Regions from separate parts of the Mus musculus genome. Here region 1 is linked to region 2. Evidence: chromatin contacts called from public promoter capture Hi-C data. All regions are on one chromosome and are shown on one strand. Each heading gives the region's core, a stretch centred on a gene start, on an enhancer-like site or on the middle of the called end of the contact. The rest is flanking DNA. Distances are from core to core; before and after follow the strand shown. Region 1 holds the start of E330012B07Rik (RIKEN cDNA E330012B07 gene). Region 2 holds the start of Ppfibp1 (PTPRF interacting protein, binding protein 1 (liprin beta 1)).

Region 1 (3,030 bases), core at 514-3,013, 290 kb after region 2:
TCGCTTGAAGCTGGTGCTAGCAGAGTCTTGGACTGTAGTAGAGCCTCTCCATAACCTGGATGCTCAAATCTTGTTCAGGAGTCAGGAAATCAGCACCACCTTCTGGGAAAAGCAAAGCTTCGGGTTCCTCCCAGGCTCACAGACAGCCACCGCTGCGCGTAAGACCCCGTAGGCTGAAAGAACATTAGAGTCCAAGAAACACCTACGCATAAAACTGGTTCCTGGGGGAAATGTGAAGTTTAAAGTAATAATATATTGAACTTGTCTTCAATGTTAGAGCATTTTGTAAATTAAAGAGCAGCCGGCTTTGTTTCTCGCATCATAAAATCCAGGCAATTAGTGCTGCCCAAAGAGTATTTTGAAGCTCGTGATCCTGCCTGCGGGGAGAGACAGCCGCGCCTGGGGATCTGCCATCCTGATGAGTCTGGAACCCAAAATTTTAGGACCCCCGGTAGATCTAGCTTTTGTTAGTTTTTCTCAAAGGAAATGTACGTTCTACTCGAGAGTATCTTCTTAAGAGGAGTGCTCACTAAATATTTTTCAAATAGGTGACTACACTAAGGTGAGGTTGTACTGGATTTAGAAACTGGATTTAGAGCGTGTTAGGACACCCCACCCGACCCTCGCCTCACTCCCTTTTGCCTTGTGAACACCAGTCTGGGAGGCCCGTTTTAGACACTGCCTCCATCGATCTCTTCTGCTGTACTGTGAGCTCTATGAGGGCATCTTGGTTTCTTAGAATCTTGCTATTGAACAGTGTTTGTGTTTTATTTTGGGGTATGTGTTGTGTGTGCACTAAGATGTGGGTGTGTGAGAATGTCAGATGTCTTCCTCTCTCACTCTCTGTCTTATTGCCCTGAGACAGGGTCTTCCACTGAGAGGCTAAGCTGGCTGGCTGGCCATCGAGCTCTCAGAATCTACCTGCCTCCACTCCCCAATGCTGGAGTTACTGGCACACACAGCTATGCCCTGCTGCGTGTGTGTGTGTGTGTGTGTGTGTGTGTGTGTGTGTGTGCTGGGTATTGGAATCCAATCCTCATGCTTTTAAAATAAGCACTCTTACCCGTTGAGTCATTTCCTCAGCTCCCCCCCCCCCTGTATTAATTGTAGCAAAGTATTTGCAACATGAAATTTCCCATTTTGGCCATTCTGAAAGTGTCCTGTCCAGTGGCATTGAAAATGATGACTCTTTGTAGCCACCATCCCTTTCTATCTTGTAAAATGGAAACTCTATGTCATTGAACAATAGCTGTCCAGCTTCTTTGTGTATAGTGCAGGCTAGCCTCTAACTCCTGGTCTGGCCTTGAACACATGCCCTTCTTCCTCCACCACCCCCATATTGGGATTATAGATTCAGGCACCACACCTTGCTTCAGTGCGCTCACTGAGCAATCTAATGGCTAAAAATGTTGAATGTTTTTCATGACAATATGCATTTCTTCATTTGAAAACTGCTCAGTTTATCCTTTCATTTATTGATGGGGTTATTGGTTCTTTGAGTGTTTAATGATTTGAGTTCTTTATATATGGTGGACATTAGTCCCTGTGCTGGTTGGTTTTTGAGAACTTGACACAAGCCTGAACATACCCAGGGGAGGAAAATCATACCAGAGAAACTGTTTAGATAAGCTTGGCCTGTGGGTACATCTGTGGGGCATTCTGTTGATTGCTAATTGATGTGGGAGGGGCCAGCCCACGGTAGGCGGAGTCATCTCTGGGCAGGTAACCTGGGTTGTATAAGAAAGGTAGCTGAGCAAGTCAGGGAAAGGAAGGCAGTAAGCAACTGTTCTCCTGCCTTGAGTTCCTGCCTCAGCTACCCTGGGATAGACTGAAACCTGTAAGTGAAAATTATCCTTTTTCTGCCTAATGTGCTTTTTGGTCAGGGTTTATCACAGTTACAGAGAAGCAAACCAGGTCAGGCCCCTAAGAGATCACAAGCAACAAAGTATTTTCTTCCGTCCTGCACACTGATTCTCTCTGTTGTGTAAAAGCCCCTTATTTTAATTTTTCATGTTTGGAGCCATTTCCGGAGCTAGAGCTGCCCTCTCAGAAAGCCTCCTCTGCTGTGTTTTGAGCTGTTGCTCCTGTGCTTTCGTCCAGTGGTTGCAGGTCTTACAGTAAGTTTCTGGTCCACTGTGGTCTGACTTTTGTGCAAAGTGAGACCTGTGAATCTGGTTTCAGTTTTCCACGTGAGGCTATCCAGATTCATCAGAAACATTTGTTCAACAGGCATTGTTTTTCTAAACACACATTTTTTTTCTGTACCTGTGGGGGAAATCATGGCTATAACTGTATATTGGTATAAAGGAAAAACAATAACTTCTAGTATGTTGATCTTGTGCCCCTTTGCTGAAGGTGTTTACCAGACCTCAGAGTCTCATGGGAGTCTTTAGAGCATTCCCATTGTAGGATGACGTCATCTACAAACAAGTATACTCCAGTTTCTTTGTTTTCTATTTGTTTCCTTTTAATTCCTGTTTCTGTCTTATTGCTTTCATTTCAGCTTAAATCACTGTAAAGAGAGTGGACATTGCCACACTGCTATTGATTTTAGAGAAAATGTTTTTGGTGTTCTTCATTCTGTAAGCTCTAGCTCTGACCCATGTGCCCTTGATTATGGTCCCTTTCTTTCTAGTATCTTCAGAGCCTTTATCACAAAAGATGTTATGTTATATAAAAGGCCTTTCTGTTCCATTGAGATGATAATTTGTGTTGACCTTGATTCTCTTTGCATGTGGTACATTTGTTGATATATATATGCTGAACTGTCTGTCCTTTTTGGGGCAAAAGCAGCCAGTGATATTTTTATTTTTATTAAAATGTTTATATTTTATTTTATTTCATGTGTTTAGGTGTTTTGCTTGCATGCATGTGCAGTGCCCACAGAGGCCATTGACCATTGACCCAGACATGGCCTCAGGTGGCAGCACAAACTACTCACATCAGGCTGTTCCTCATCACCCTCACATTTCCAGTTTCTCCTCTTATCATACTGCATAAACTGTTCTTTTTCTTCTGTCTCTCCACCAC
Region 2 (3,105 bases), core at 354-2,853:
AATGGCGAATGTGCGACGTCATTAATCAAAGAACACACAATAAAGCCAGCTGAAAAGTCACATGTCACACACCTTAATCCCAGCATCTGGGATTAGTGGAAGAAGGTTCCTGAGTTCAAGGCTGGCCTATGTTACATAGTGAGTTCAAGGATAGCTTCAGCTACTTAAGAATCTGTCTCAAGAAAACTAAAATCAAACCCCCCAGTCAACACATACACAAACACACCACCTTCCGTTCCCCAGGGTGGTGGCAGCGGCGGCGGTGGGGGCTGGGGAGGCTCATAGCCAACAAAAAGCTAACAGAAACTAATCATATTCTGTATCCATAAAGCTGCTTTTCATTATTCAGTTCAGTTCTGGGTCTGACAGGGGAAACTGAAAGAAGGGCTCCTGAGAATCTCCCTGACTTTGCAGCCAAGAGGATTACACAGCTGATATCCACCAGAGGGTAAATAGTAGTTAATTCTTAATTGTTAGCTCAGTCACTGCAATTGGTTCAACAGTAATTATTATCATGTGGTTTGAACTCAGTTGTGAGGGTTCTCCCTTTTCAGTTGTGCATCAAAACAGAAGCCTTATGGGACTTAAAAAGTTCAGCATAGGGCCTGAAGAGATGGCCAAACAGTTAACCTCTTCTGCTCTTTTTGCAGAAACACTTGAGTTCAGCCCACAGCCCCTATCTCACAACTGGGAGAATTCAATGCTTCTAGCCTCCATGGGTACACACACATACTACACATAATTAAACAAAATAACAAAAATAGCTGGGTGTGGTGGTACACATCTTTGATTTGAATAGTTTGAGGCGGAGGCAGGCAGATAGCTGTTCAAGACCAGTCTGGTCCACACACAGTTTCACGACAGGACAAACAACAACAACAAACTCCAACAAAAATAATAATAAAAAATCTTTAAAAAGCAGGTTATTGCTGAGTGTGGGCCTGTAACCTCAGCTATTAGGAAGGCTAAGGTAAAAAGATAACAATTTGAAGACCAGCCTTGATATGTGTCACAGCGGGGGGGGGGAGAGGGGGGGAAAACCTCGAAAAAATATAAATAGTAAAACATTTACCCCCTCCCTCTGGAGAGTTCATTTTATTTCTCTGGAAGCTTGCGTGTCTTTTTATTTTTATTTTTGTCTCGTTACTAAATGCAAAAGCAGCCACGTGGTTGAGCGCCGCTAGATGACCACGCGGAACTAGGGTGGCCACCTCTGGGATCCTCGTCCGCTCAGTCTCTGTAAGTCCTCAGTTTCCCCTCCGGGGCCTTTTACTTTATCCGCGGGGCTCCCCGCCCGCCACGTCCGCTCGGTCCGCGACACAGAGGCGTTCTTTCGGGATGAGCGTCGCTTCTGACCCGGGAAGAGCTGCGAGCGACCGCCCGGCTCAGCGCAGCCCTTTATCCGCGCCCTACGGACCGCAGCGGACCGGGCGCGCTCCCCACCGACGCCCACTCCCAGCTCCGCTGGGCTCGGCCAGGAATGTGGGAGACCAGGCGCCGCCTCGGAGTGACCGCGCGCCCGGCCAATCAGCGGGCCGCAAGCGCGAGGCCCCGCCCCCTCCGCCCCTGGGGCTGGTTCCCGCCGGGGGAGGGGCGGGGCGGTGGGACGAGGAGGACCGAGGGGAGGCGGCACCTGGGCGGCGGTGATGTCAGCCGGGCGCTGTGCTCCGGCCCCGGCTCCTGTCGCCGTGTAGGGCGCGGGGGCGGCCGCGTCGAGAGTGGCGATCTGGCAGCCGGGCGGGTCCCGGGAGGCGGAACTGCAACTTGTGGAGCTCGGCGGCCCTCCGCCTCAGGTAAGCCAGCCGCGGGCGGTTCCTTCTGCGACCCGCGCCCGCGTTCTCGGGGATCTCTAGTGAGTGGGGGGCAGCAGCTTCGGGGTGACAGGAAGGGCTCGTCTGGGTCCTCGGTTCCCTCACCCGGACTCCCCACAGCACAGAACTCCAGTCAGGGAAGTGTGCTCGGACTCCCCCAGAGACTCCAGTCAGGGAAGTGTGCTCCCAGCTCACACCCAGACTCCCCTCCACAGACTCCAGTCAGGGAAGTGTGCTCCCAGCTCACACCCGGTCTCTCCTTCACACCACAGTCTCCAGTCAGGGAGATGTGCTCCCAGTTCACACCCGGTCTACCCCCCCCAGCACCCCCCCCCCCAGACTCCAGTTAGGGAAGTGTGTTCCCAGCTCACATCCAGACTTCCCTCCACAGCCTGCAGCCAGGGAAGTGTGCTCCCAGCTCACACCCGGACTCCCCGACCCCTTACACACCCACAGTCTCCAGCCAGGGTAGTATAAGCCCATCTCATACTCGTCCCCTCACCATACCATAGACTCTGAATCACAGAACTCCAATCAGTGAAGTGTGCTGGGACCCCACGCCTCAGAATCCCCACCACACCACAGCCTCCAGTCAGAGAAGTGTGCTTCCAGCTCACTCCTGGACTCCCCACCACACCACAGACTCCAGTCAGGGAAATGTGCTGGGACCCGAACACCCCAGAATCCTAGTACCATGGAACTCTAGTCAGGGACATGCGCACAGTTTTACACAGTGGGTATCTCACCACGCCACAGACTCATTCAGGACAGTGTGAGCCCATTTCACACTTGTCCTCCCACCACACCATAGACTCTGATACCACAGAACTCCAATTACAGAAGTGTTCTGGGACCCTACACCCCAGAGTCTCCACCACACCACAGACTTCAGTTAGGGAATTTTCGTGGGACCCCACACCCCGGAACTACTCCAATAATACCATACGCTCCATTCAGGGAACTGCAATGGGACCCAGACTCCCTGTAATATACCCCAGATTCCAGTCAGGGGACTGTGGTGGAACCCCAGAATCCCTATATAATACTGCAGAGCCACGCCACACATTTGGAAAGTGTGCTCAGACCCTGAATCTCGGTTTCCTCATATTACAAGAGAATGCCCATCAGGGACATATGCTTGAGCCCAGTCTCCTACACTACTACAGAACCAGCAGGGAAGTATATGTGCAGGTGGGAATATTTAAAAGTGTCACAAATATGTGAATCATCTTCCCAGAAAGTAAAGAGAAAATAGTTTTATGTTTTCTCAGTTTCCTTACATCCTACCATATAT

The links. Promoter capture Hi-C pulls out the DNA fragments that hold promoters and counts their contacts.
Region 1: a contact with region 2 is called in a promoter capture Hi-C map of hippocampal neurons, with 2.9 times the contacts expected there. The contact joins the promoter of E330012B07Rik here to the promoter of Ppfibp1 in region 2. A contact is called at or near these places in 1 of 39 promoter capture datasets (hippocampal neurons) and 1 of 484 Hi-C or Micro-C datasets (embryonic stem cells).

What each region holds. Positions count from the first base shown.
Region 1 is chr6:147,178,478-147,181,507 of GRCm38.p6, forward strand. It overlaps E330012B07Rik (RIKEN cDNA E330012B07 gene), which reads left to right and starts at 1,764. Exons shown (of 3, transcript NR_033640.1): 1 at 1,764-1,837.
Region 2 is chr6:146,886,891-146,889,995 of GRCm38.p6, forward strand. Ppfibp1 (PTPRF interacting protein, binding protein 1 (liprin beta 1)) reads left to right here and starts at 1,604. Exons shown (of 31, transcript NM_001355728.1): 1 at 1,604-1,793.